4 separate regions of the Pan troglodytes genome follow, and regions 1, 2 and 3 are each linked to region 4. A link is a contact called in public HiChIP or PLAC-seq data. All regions are on one chromosome and are shown on one strand. Each heading gives the region's core, a stretch centred on a gene start, on an enhancer-like site or on the middle of the called end of the contact. The rest is flanking DNA. Distances are from core to core; before and after follow the strand shown.

What was found. HiChIP or PLAC-seq counts read pairs in DNA pulled down with a chosen protein or histone mark.
Region 1: a contact with region 4 is called in an H3K4me3 HiChIP or PLAC-seq map of stem cell-derived excitatory neurons, with 4 times the contacts expected there. The contact joins the promoter of FANCF here to the promoter of SLC17A6 in region 4. A contact is called at or near these places in 1 of 7 Hi-C or Micro-C datasets (stem cell-derived neural progenitor cells) and 1 of 1 datasets of contacts at active chromatin or transcription factors (stem cell-derived excitatory neurons).
Region 2: a contact with region 4 is called in an H3K4me3 HiChIP or PLAC-seq map of stem cell-derived excitatory neurons, with 6 times the contacts expected there. The contact joins the promoter of GAS2 here to the promoter of SLC17A6 in region 4.
Region 3: a contact with region 4 is called in an H3K4me3 HiChIP or PLAC-seq map of stem cell-derived excitatory neurons, with 14 times the contacts expected there. The contact joins the enhancer-like site here to the promoter of SLC17A6 in region 4. A contact is called at or near these places in 5 of 7 Hi-C or Micro-C datasets (blood, induced pluripotent stem cells, a lymphoblastoid cell line and 1 more), 1 of 1 datasets of contacts at active chromatin or transcription factors (stem cell-derived excitatory neurons) and 1 of 1 other capture datasets (stem cell-derived neural stem cells).

The regions. Positions count from the first base shown.
Region 1 is chr9:26,660,312-26,663,459 of NHGRI_mPanTro3-v2.0_pri, reverse strand. It overlaps FANCF (FA complementation group F), which reads left to right and starts at 1,451. Exons shown (of 1, transcript XM_001169698.8): 1 at 1,451-3,148. The coding sequence starts at 1,451. The coding sequence ends at 2,575.
Region 2 is chr9:26,699,103-26,702,218 of NHGRI_mPanTro3-v2.0_pri, reverse strand. GAS2 (growth arrest specific 2) reads right to left here and starts at 1,638. Exons shown (of 21, transcript XR_008538012.2): 1 at 1,350-1,638.
Region 3 is chr9:26,831,092-26,834,125 of NHGRI_mPanTro3-v2.0_pri, reverse strand. The region is part of intron 7 of GAS2 (growth arrest specific 2); the gene reads right to left. Among named protein-coding and RNA genes, the nearest start is that of SVIP, 29 kb to the left of the region's middle. Within about 2 kb of position 1,330, at least 1 of the 24 cell types and tissues checked has an H3K27ac peak or open chromatin away from gene starts, as enhancers often do. A contact at or near this core is called in stem cell-derived excitatory neurons, where this site is marked.
Region 4 is chr9:26,372,081-26,375,521 of NHGRI_mPanTro3-v2.0_pri, reverse strand. It overlaps SLC17A6 (solute carrier family 17 member 6), which reads right to left and starts at 1,970. Exons shown (of 11, transcript XM_009460084.5): 1 at 1,116-1,970. The coding sequence starts at 1,201.

The DNA.
Region 1 (3,148 bases), core at 202-2,701, 290 kb before region 4:
GAATTAGTGATGCCTGTACATTTGCTAAAGGCAGGCTGCACACTTGGTTCTAAGTTTCTAGTAGCCAAGAAAAAGAATTTTAAGATTCATAGTATCCTTAGGATAAAATAAAATAACGATTTCAGGACCAAATAAGAGTTTGAGATAACTAATAAAAATCAAATAATAGCCAGGCGCGGTGGCACACGCCTCTAATCCCAGCACTTTGGGAGGCCGAGGCGGGAGGATCACTTGAGGTCAGAAGTTCGAGACCAGCCTGGCCAATAAGGTGAAATCCCATCTCTACTAAAAATACAAAAATTGGCCGCGCCTGGGCGACAGAATGAGACTCCGTTTCAAAATAAATAAATAAATGCATAAATCTGAATTAACAGCATGCACATGACTGCTTTACTTTCTAAAAGGTGTAGGAATGCTTATTTTAATAAATGAAAAATGACTCTTCCCCTCTTTTAAATTTGTTTCTCTTCCCCTTTTTGTTAAAGTACAAAACAAAACACCTTCCCCCCACTTTTCGAATAGTTTTGGCTGTGTCTTTAGGATTGGAAGGAAATTCAGCTCAAATGAATTACTATATTATGAACTTTAGTAAGAATTGTTGTGCATTTTGTACAGAATGCAACTCCTAGGAGTTGACAAATGTTTGTTAAGTGCAACAATGAGCGACATAGGACCTTCTCCTCCCTACTCTCTTCTCACGGTTTTTATTTAATCAAACATTTATTATTGTTCGATGCTCTTAAATGCCATTTCCTTCAGCTGATTATTTGTATGACAGAAGAGTCAATTAAGCTATTTTGTCCTAAAAATTACGAAAACGAAATGTACAACTGTGAAGTAAAATTTTGTTCCTTTGCAAATTTTAATAAATTATTGAAGTTTATTTTTTGTTTCAAATAATCTGGGCTTCAGTTCTAATAATGGAAGGACAATGTGAAGGCCCAGAATTCAGCATAGTGCCTGGCATTAATAGGAGGTCAGTACATTTTTAGTACATGTTTCTCAAATAGATCTTAAAATTTCATTTAAGAGCGTTTCCTCACGTCACAGTATGTCTCTGGCGTTACTTAATTTTGAAAAACCTCAACACAGATTCTAGTTTTAGGCAAAGCTCAGAAAATTTCTACTTAAGGATATTTCCAAAGCGAAAGGAAGCGCGGAGACGTTCACGACTGGCATCATCTCGCATGTGGTTCCGGAAATTCTCGGTAGGATGCCCTACATCTGCTCTCCCTCCACTAAGAAGAACCTCTTTGTGTGGCGAAAGTAAAAGTATTAGGGCTTTTAAGTTGCCCAGAGTCAAGGAACACGGATAAAGACGCTGGGAGATTGACATGCATTTCGACCAATAGCATTTCAGAGAGGCGTATCATTTCACGGATGTCCCAATCAGTACGCAGAGAGTCGCCGTCTCCAAGGTGAAAGCGGAAGTAGGGCCTTCGCGCACCTCATGGAATCCCTTCTGCAGCACCTGGATCGCTTTTCCGAGCTTCTGGCGGTCTCAAGCACTACCCACGTCAGCACCTGGGACCCCGCCACCGTGCGCCGGGCCTTGCAGTGGGCGCGCTACCTGCGCCACGTCCATCGGCGCTTTGGTCGGCATGGCCCCATTCGCACGGCTCTGGAGCGGCGGCTGCACAACCAGTGGCGGCAAGAGGGCGGCTTTGGGCGGGGTCCAGTTCCGGGATTAGCGAACTTCCAGGCCCTCGGTCACTGTGACGTCCTGCTCTCTCTGCGCCTGCTGGAGAACCGGGCCCTCGGGGATGCAGCTCGTTACCACCTGGTGCAGCAACTCTTTCCGGGCCCGGGCGTCCGGGACGCCGATGAGGAGACACTCCAAGAGAGCCTGGCCCGCCTTGCCCGCCGGCGGTCCGCGGTGCACATGCTGCGCTTCAATGGCTATAGAGAGAACCCAAATCTCCAGGAGGACTCTCTGATGAAGACCCAGGCGGAGCTGCTGCTGGAGCGTCTGCAGGAGGTGGGGAAGGCCGAAGCGGAGCGTCCCGCCAGGTTTCTCAGCAGCCTGTGGGAGCGCTTGCCTCAGAACAACTTCCTGAAGGTGATAGCGGTGGCGCTGTTGCAGCCGCCTTTGTCTCCTCGGCCCCAAGAAGAGTTGGAACCCAGCATCCACAAATCACCTGGAGAGGGGAGCCAAGTGCTAGTCCACTGGCTTCTGGGGAATTCGGAAGTCTTTGCTGCCTTTTGTCGCGCCCTCCCAGCCGGGCTTTTGACTTTAGTGACTAGCCGCCACCCAGCGCTGTCTCCTGTCTATCTGGGTCTGCTAACAGACTGGGGTCACCGTTTGCACTATGACCTTCAGAAAGGCATTTGGGTTGGAACTGAGTCCCAAGATGTGCCCTGGGAGGAGTTGCACGATAGGTTTCAAAGCCTCTGTCAGGCCCCTCCACCTCTGAAAGATAAAGTTCTAACTGCCCTGGAGACCTGTAAAGCGCAGGATGGAGATTTTGAAGTACCTGGTCTTAGCATCTGGACAGACCTCTTATTAGCTCTTCGTAGTGGTGCATTTAGGAAAAGACAAGTTTTGGGTCTCAGCGCAGGCCTCAGTTCTGTATAGGCAATGCTGTGTTATTACTTGAATATAGAATATATAGTTTACAAAATGAAAATTACAATGTTCTCACCAAATATATGCCTTCGTGTGTCCAAAGTATAATTATTTTAGATGCTAATTTTGAATAGTTTATTAAACAGTTATAAATATGCAAAGTAGCTGGCATGTAGTGTCACGGATTTTCTGGATACAGGAAGTGATTGGAAGTACTCCACTTAAAGCCGTGGAATTAGCAATAGTTTGCTTTTTAATAGAAGGCCCATTTGTAAGAATGTTGAAAATATGTGTACCGTTTAAAGAAAAAGCAGCTTTAAAGTGACAAACAAAATACCCTTTTTCTTTTAGTATGGTTTATTTTTCTAGGTTTTCTTTCCCTCCTTCAGTAGTGAAGAGTTTTCTTTATTCCTGGCAGTGTCAGGAATATTGGTTTGAAAAGCTATTGGCCTATCTGGAGTTTGGCCTTGTTAACCTAGTATTCTAACCAGTTAACCAGCCTTAGTATGCATTAAAAGTGTATTGTTCAGAAAGTTTGTTTCTCATTTTCTGCAAATTCTTACTTTGAAAATGAATCACCAC
Region 2 (3,116 bases), core at 389-2,888, 330 kb before region 4:
CTTGAGAAGGAGTTCATTGATCAATATCAAAGACAGGCTGGGCAAATCAGACCCCAGCTGCAGTTAATCAGTGTCCACACTGCTAAGAGTTTGGAGTGAAGAAGCACAGGTCTTGTTCTCTGCCTTGCCTCTGTGAATCTCAGGGGATACGTGGGGAGGAAAAGTGGACTTCCTCTGCCAGGCTGGTACATCCAAACTGTCTAAGCCTTTATTTTAATACTAGGATGTCAAATGGGTGTTCCTGTGCACAAGCAGATCTTATTTCCTTGGCATAATATCTCTCATACACAACTGATCTAACTTTGTTGGAGAGGGTTGGAGGAGATAATTTTATAAGAATAAAGTTTTGCAAACTCTTCACTGTAAGAAGATCACGGAGGTGAGAGGATGAAGATGAAGAAGGTGGAGAGGGTAAAGACTGTGATTTCAAAAAGGTTAACTGGGAAAAGAATTAACAACCCTCCCCCAACCTCAATTGTTTTTAGAATGTAGAAACAGAATCTGTTAACCCTCGCTTTTGCTCCCTCTTCATTCAAGACAATGGAAACTTCTTCGGATACCTGGGCTAAGTTAATGGTAATTTACCATACTGAGTTGACAGAATTTAATTTTGCCAGTATAAATAATGTCTCCAAAGCAAAATTGCCTCCTTTGTTCCCCAAACAATTTCAGATTCCAGTCTCAACTTTGGACTGAACAAAAAGAACGATACCATGCAAAATCTCCCCAAAGTGTGTTGATATATATCGGCTAGCGTTTGTTTATTCACATAAAACTCAATTTCATCAAACTCATCAGACACAGTGAGTATCACCCCAGATCACACATGTGGCGCTCTTTCCTCCCATCCTGGCCTCAACGACTCAAGTAAAACATTCAGGATCAGCCCTTTAAGACCATTCTGGCTCTATCCCACCCCACCATAACAGACAATGCTGAGCATGCATTACAGATACTCTTGTGCACGAACGCATATGTGTGCATTTATAATCGATGTGTTCATTAAAAATCCTCACTCTGTCCCTGGTTGGCAGAGCCACCCCAGCGGGCTTACGTGCTGCGGTCGTCTGGGGTGTTCCACAATAGGGATAAGGAACACATGGTTGTTTCCAGAGAATCAGAAAGTCACCCCCTGCAGTGAATACCCACTCTTAGAGAAAGAGCCTGTCCAACTGTCCGCGGCTCTTCACTCTTCCCCGCCTCGTTCCTGAGGTTATTTTTTAATGACCTCTCCCCTCCCCCGCCGCCCCGGGTGCAGTAGACAGGCAGGGGCTCCCGTGAGCCCCGGCTGCAGTGCGCGCACGCTGCGGCGGCGTTGGCGCAGAACTGGGCCAGCCAGTCGTGCTCACCCCCGCGTCCCGAGCTGGGCTGCTGGCGGCTCTCAGAGGCGCTTGGGCTCCGGGCTGGGCTCCTGCAGCTTCTCGGGGCCGGCCCCCTCCAGGCACAGGTCCTGCAGCAGCCGCTCCCCGCACCCCACCAGCCTGGCGGCAGCGGCAGCAGCTACAGCCGCACTACCCCTCTTCATACTTCTCTGATGGCTCCTTTTAGTGCTGTTTGGGAAAATGATTTTTTCTCCCTGCCAGAAACAGATTTCCTACATTTCATCAGTCCTCATAGACCGAGCGGAAGTAAAATGCTTACTTTTTCTGGTGGACAGCAAATGCAGTTGACACTGATTTACCCTTCAAACGGGGAGAGATTGTATTACAAGCCCTTGGCAGCAATTCCGAGGTTGGGGCCAAGCTCCAGCCCCCTCCTTGTCCCCCAGACACTAACCTAAGAGAGAAAAGGTGGGGGCTGGGGAGGGGATCATATTTAACTCTAGAGGTTTAACAGAGTCAATAGCTTTAGCACAATATTAAAATTGGGTGTTGGAAAAGTTTTTGCTTTCCTGGCCAGTGATTTTGCAGACGGAGGCACGAGCTTTCCAGTAACTTCGGCCACTCTTCATTCCAAATTGAACATTTTGATGTCTTACAATTCTCTTTAAATATCAGATTTTTAGAAGAGGCTGTACTCACGGCTGTTTTTGCTTTACCAAAGGAAATACAATTCCACCCTTCCTTCTTTCAGCCTCAGCTCAGCAGCATTATGTTGAATGTCAGAGACAATTGTCTCCAACTGTTGTTTATTAGTACGTGTATTCTGAGATGAAACGTCTTCCATGAAGTGGACAGATGTTCAAGTGTCTGATTCACCTCTAATGCGCGGGGACCGCTTGCTGAGTGTGCTGATCCCCACAGGTTACCACCTCCCATGGAGCATAAATAAAATGTATTACACTTTTTATTTTGTTTTGTTCTCATGTTCATCAGTTTCATGTATATTGCCATCCGATGTTTACAATGGCAGTGGCACAGGTATTGTGATCCTTGCTTGGATACCATTTTTATAATGATGAGTTACCTAGCCCCACTCCCAAATAGAAACTACCTGTACATCCACAAGCTAAATGATGTGGATGATTTTAGATATAATTTAAAAAATATTCACATTTTACCTTTATTATTGCCATTATCTGGCAGAAACTGCATCAGTTATTGGCTTCTAGTGGCAATACATTTAATAAAGAAGAAGAGAAAACCGACTGAAAAGTTTGGAGTCCTTGAACTCCGAACTTTTTATTTTAGTTCAATTTGCTTTTGCAGCTATCAGCTCCACATTTCCTCCTTAGCTTTCTAAAAGAAGGGGAAAATAGTTATTCTTAATTTTAAGGAGAAACAGCATTTTTAAAAGGTCAACATAACAGCTTGGATAAACATAAATAACAACAAAACATACAGAACTCATTACTGATGAGTTTTAGTAAACGAATCTGAATGATAAAATTTCTTAAAATGTGATCAGACCTGAGTATTCCCAGAGCCCCAACAAAGAATTTTGAGTGTCTGAACACATACAATTTAGTAAAAAATCAAATGTTCTTGATAATTTTTCCTGATCAAAACATCATCAGCCAATAAATGCTAATTTAAGAATTATCCAAATATGTAATGAGTTCAAAAAATTTAGCACCTTGAACTTTCAAAATCTTACTTCCTATTTCTCCCCAGATATGAATATTCTTGTCACATTGTTCATTATTGGTGTTATAAAAAGCTAAGAGTAAGGCAATG
Region 3 (3,034 bases), core at 81-2,580, 460 kb before region 4:
ATCTCTCACTCTTCACTAGTCCACCGTCTACTCCAGAGCCACAGTAATCTTCCTCAAAGGAAAATCTGAACATGCTACCGCCTTCTTAAAAACCTGTGAGGGCTCTCCATTGTCTAGTGTTTCTCAGACATTCTTAGCTACAGCTCACCTGAGAAATATGACTTACAGTAAATTGGCAATGTGGCGAAGATCCTGGGAAAGCAGTGGGGGTAAGGAGAGGACATCAGCATCCCCATGGTGGTCAGAAGCATACATAATATGGAAAATTTGACAGCAATTCTGATACCTTCTCTTTTACTTCTACCCTCATCCCTCCATAAGAATAAGTAACCTGGCTCGCAAAGCACTTTATAGCCCAGCTACTATTTTCTTTTCCCACATTCTTTCTTACTATGCCAGAGTTATCATGTATGACTGTTCAGGATGTGCACTGCACGACTGTACTATACTGCATGTAGTCCTACCTTCTGAGCCCAGGCCCACTCAACAAATTACTCACTCCATAGATATTGTGAACTCCTTAAAATCCCAAGAAAGTTTCCTGCCTTTATACATGCAGAGAATTGTTCCCCATTCACTAGGTGAATTAAAGTGAATCCCTTCCTTTGATCATTCAACAAATATTTGTTGAGTGGCAGGCAAGGTTATTCCTTGCTAAATTTCATACCCTGGGGGCCTAGCACAGTGCCGGGCACACAATGCTTATTAGATGAATATTAAATGAATAAATGCATGTTAAACGACTGGATGAACAAAACTAATACTTACTAATGCCCCATTCCAAGCAACACTACCTTTATAAATTATATCTGCGTTGCTTATTTAGGAAAAGATAGGAGAAAGAGAAAGGTAAAATGGTTTATGCCCTTATTTAGAAAGCGGAGTCTGAAAAAAATCTGTGTGAATGATAATTCAGACCAATTTTTGCTTAGAGAATTTCTTTGAGAGAAAGATAGATTTGGGTCAAAAATTGAAGCTATAACAGGAATTGCATAAGAAAGTGGGAGATTGTATTGAGAATCAAGAGAGAAACAGAAGAAGAAGAAATGGGGAAAAGGGAAGCAAAAAGAGAAGAAACAAATATCATGACAGAATCCATAGTGAATTAAGTACATTATTCTCTTCATGATCTTCATTCACAAGTTCTTATTATACCTGGAATGCATTTTTTAAAATACATGGTTTACAGCAGTAATAAATTGCTTCATAAAATTTTCACCCCTTCCTTTTCTGTCTTTTAATGCTTAAGTGCCATGGTTCCCTCAGTGCAACTCTGGGTCTCATTAAATGATTCCCCACTTAATGGACCACAGAGCCTTATGTTTCTGCACAATCTGTTAACTGCTCTTCACTGAAGTCATCCTTTTAAGAGGCAATGGTATCTGACACCAACTGCCTAGTAGAGACAACCCACCTAAATTTAGATCTGTTCAGCCCCCTGGGATATCATATGCTTCCCAACACCTTCTTGTCAACTCCATTCACTGTGTGTTTTTACAACCCATCATAACTCGAGAGAAAATATTGTTTTTAGAATGCAGTCATCTGCTCTCCAGAGGAAGAATGTTAAATTAATTTATAGGACAACAGACTCTGTCATTGTCTAATATTATTCTGAAATGGCATATGCTCAAAATTGGGTGATTGGGAACTCAGCTATCTCCCTGAGGTACCTTGACACATGGAGGAGTGAGACAGCAGGTGTTCCATGGATAGTTTGCCATGTTGAAAGCTTGATTCTAGCATTTTCAAGATAACTGATAAGATCACCTGTTAGCAGGGCAAACTGAGGCACTACTAATAACAAATGACACTTAAAGACGTCCTTGCCAAAGGTGGGGAATTCATTTCAACTCCTCTAGTTACGTGCGATTACAAATTGTTAATCACAGCCCAAATAAACAAGCTTCTGGAATTACCGTTTTACTGTTTACAAGCATTTTTTTCTTATTTATTATCTTATTTACTATCTCATTTTAACTTCCCAACAGTCCTTTAGCTTATTATACCCTTTTCTTAGATAAAACTTCAGAGAGACAAATAACAGTAAACAGAGCAGAAGCTCCTATTTGTTTTTCCTTTATCAGGCTGCCAACTTGCTGTATGACCAGAATAAATTTCTTTAATCTGTGTCTCAGTTTCTCATCTGCAAAATAATGACTATAGTAATTCCTTCCTCCCATAGTTGTTCAAACACAGATATTAATATGTGTAAGCATGTAGAAACAGTGCCTGGAACATGGTGTAGACTCAACAATAAATAGCCTGCTATTGTTATTTTTAAATAATAATGTTGTGCTGCTGCTGCTGCCACTGATAATGATAAGGTTCTTACAGGTTTTATTTCATTTAATCCTTGGAGCAACTCTAAGTGGTTTGCATTATGTTCATATTTAAAAATGAGAAAACAGTGGCTCGACAAGGTTAAGTGAATTGCCCAAGGTCACCTAGCTAAGAAGCAACGAAGTTCAGATTTGAAAATCTCTTAGGATTCAGATAATACTCATTACCACTCAACTATACGTCCTAAAGTGACTTTGCCAAGGGTTACAGTCACCTGAGTTTTTAAAGGTCTTTCCACGGGCAACACCTCTTTTCTTTAGGGATACATATTGCCATTTTATGAAGTCCTTGCTGATGATCATATTGCCCAACTGGGAATGAACCCCAAAACCACAATAAAGAAAGTGCTTTACATGCTTGGAACAATTTATGAATCTGAGCCTCATTGTTTTAGCCATACAAAAATGCTGAAAGTTAGCAGCAGCCAGCGTGCTTAGCCCTTGAGCTCACATTCAAAAATGAAATCTTATTAAAATCCTGATAGTACTTCCTCCTATTTAATTTTGTTATCATAATTACCCAGTGGCTTAGTAGGCAAGTATTAATGTTACCATTATCTGGAAAAAGAAATAGTGGTTAAGTGGGTAGCTCAAGGACACACAGTGCACTAGTCTTCTGAGGCCCAGTTGTGAGATATTGTCTCCAGTGATAAATCATACATTAGGGTGAATGTAATCCTCAAATCTTTATT
Region 4 (3,441 bases), core at 721-3,220:
TGGCAGTTGTACTGGGAAAGAACATCCCTTTCCATGGTAGCTGTGGGACTGCAGGGCCCTTGCGGTATCTACTGCCGCATAGGTGCATAATCGTGCCTACATGAAGCCCGCCAAACCTGAAGAGATTTGGAAAATCTGGGAGTGGTTTGATCATTTTCTTTACATTTCTCATGCATTTACAGAGACTTCAATTTCCCAAATATTAAAATTAGTGCTCCTTTGTAATTCTTTTTCCTTTTATGTCTGCCCTGTCGTCTTGATTTTGCTCTAATTATTAAGAAAAGCTGTATCCATATAACATACTTGAAATGATTTAAAGTTTTGCAAATTACAGCATAATTAGTATAGTGACTACAGGAGGATTAAATAATTAAATCATTTCTAGGACTTTCAAAGTAATGTTGCTTGTTATATTTATGGCTGTTCTTCCAGGCATTGACATTTCTTATGCAAGAAATAGACTCTAGGAGATGAAAATAATTAAAAATGCATATACATTGTTTCAGGCTCAGAGAAAGGAATTGCTTCAACTATCAATTATTGATATATTTTGATTCTTCATTCAATACAGAAGACATATTTCACTAGGGGATTCTCTACTGTGCTTTTGAAGCTGAGACCTCTCTCTCTCTTTCTCTCTCTCTCTAACATATATATATATATATATATATATATATATATAATCATATATATATAAACCATTACTCTTTGGAATTTCTTGGTTAATTTTTTTAGATGGTTGTGTTTTATATTCATTTGTCTGCATCAAAGGAATTTAATTCGGGGTATCTATAAGCACCAAAAGAAACGCTGTTTGAGCAGGGGCTGGCCATTTCTTAACTGTAAAGAAGATAAATCCTGTGTAGTAAAGGATAAAAACTCTGCAGGCACCAAAGCAAAAATCAAACACACACACACACACCAGACAGGTTCATTTAGTGCAACATTCCTGCATTAATAAGCAGGTTTCCAGAGCACCCCCGCTCCAAGCAATGGGCAACAAAAAGACTTTCCGATCATATTACAATCTTTCTGAGCCACCAGGGTTTACGGAAACGGCCCTGCAGATTTTTTCATGCTGAGCCCCAGGTAAGCAAGTGTTTGCTTTGTCTTACCTGTAGATCTGGCCGAGTGATTTTCCAGCAAAATTCTTTAGCCCCTCTTTTCCTGGGGCCAAAATCCTTTGTTTTACGGATTCCATTCTTGCAAAGACTGTTGTCAGTTCTTGCCAGATTTAAATAGTGATTGCTAGGAAAGGCGAGGATTGCGCATATTGTCTTAATCTCTTAAAGTAGTTGCGGGCTTTTCCTTCTCAGCAGAATGGTAGTGGCTTGCCTCCAGCAAGAGAGTGAGAGAAGGGAGGGAGAGTGAGAATGAGAATACAACAGAATAGCTGCATGCAACCCACGGGTTTCCTAATAGGAGAGTTGGTAGACACAATCAGAAAGTCTCATTGGAAGGGGAGGATCCGGTGGCAAAGAGCGCAAGCAGTGCCATGGTATTTGGGTAGATGCGGTTGAGTCCTTTTCCTGGAAGTCGGTCAGCTGAAAAACAATGTAAATTCCCGGTTTTGAAGACTTATTGCTCTCAAATCTGCTGGCTTTTAAACGGAGGGGCCGGAATATCACAGAAGCCTTGGGAACAGCAAAGTCAAAAGAATGGTACTTTTAAAAATGGTGTCTTTGCTGTAAGGAGCAGAGCATATTCAAAACTCATGGGAGCATCTCAGGTCTCAGGTGAGCAATGCTGCTATTAGTTTTCCCTCTCTGCCCATGATCTCCTCCCATCACGCCAGCGTAAGTCTGCTCTGCGGTAGAGTCAAATTAAGATGGAGAAGGCTTGCTGCTCTTTGAGGACGTGAGTAAATAAAAGATACACAGTTCTGATTTGGGCAGCCTCGGGGAAGATTTTTTTTTCAGCGGCTGACAGCGCCCGTCTGGGCGGGTCTCGGTACAGTGTTTCAGCACCACGGACAGAGTAAGTTTCAGGAATAGGGGACTCTCCTTTTGGCTAGCTAGGTTGCCAACTTTCTAGGGGAGCTGGGCGGATCGCCCTGACCAAGGACCATACTGGGGCTCTTCAGGAACGGATGCTATGGAAACCATTGGGAAGATGTCATCATCTCCAGAGTTTGCAGGGAGAATGGTGCATTTAGCTCTGCTAGGGAAGACAACTTTATTAAAAATTGACAAGTTACTTCTAGTTTGCTACGTTTTGTCCAGCACGCTGATGCCAGTATTGCAGGGAAGAAAGATTTCAACATATTTAACTTATGCTTGTGGTGTTCCAAGACACCTAGGCTCCCTTGAATATAAAATATGTGCACACAAAATACATAATTACATTGTTCATGTGTTTGTTTTAACTCCTGACAGGAAAAAGATGAAAGAAAGAAAGGGAGAGAATGAAGAATAGAGGAAAGGAGAGATAAAGAAAAAGAGGTGGGAGGTATGGAGAGAAGAAAAAAAAGAATAGCTATAAACTCAGTGAAGTTGATTAAATAAAATACAGTTAATTTAATATAAATTCCTTGGAATTTTAAGCATCTTTATTTAACTAATTTACAATACACTACTGAAATACCAATATACTGATGAAATATGTGGCTATACCTTGTGCTTGCCAACAAATTGTAATTGATAATTTAAAGATTTATTTTTAAAAAGATTTATTTTAATTTACATATATTCCATTCAAATCTTATTTTATTTTTCTTTGTATGTCCTTCTCCTAAAGCATAAATTTTGAAAGACATTCATGTAAGAGTTTTGGCTTTATATATACAGGTACAGCATCAATGAATTTATCTCATTAAGCAAGCAAGAAAACTGCTAGATTAATGTAAATTATTAATCTCTTTCACATGAATCACAAACTTCTTAAGTACAATTCAGGCCAATGCTTACAGAACAGACTGGCCTTGAACCACATTTTCAAGGTCAAAACCTTGGATGTCACATAAGCCAACAGAGGGAGTCAATTTTACTTAAGATCCTGAGACAAAATCTCAAAAATATGGATCTAAATTGAGAATCAAATAAGAATATTACCTGAATAGTTCAAATGATATAATGGCTATGTAGTCACTGAATGGATAGCTGGAAAAAAATGTCAAAGTAGCTAAAACCATCTGCCATTATTAAGTTTGATAGTTGTCAAATTATTTCCATTGTGAAATATAATAAAGAAAAGGATAATGAAGACATTTTTATCTTTTTTGATAAATTTGTGTTAAAATATATATCCTCAATAAAACAGTGAATTTAATTTTTCTCTAAAACCGTGGGATGCCTCAGAATACTATCTATTTCTCAAGATCAAGTATAAGGAGACAAAAAAAAAAAAACCCTCATTAAACTATTTCCTTGCAAAAAAAAAAAAAGAAAAGAAAAAGATTAAAAGATTCAAGCTATTCAGGACTTGACATATCTAGGTGTTTTC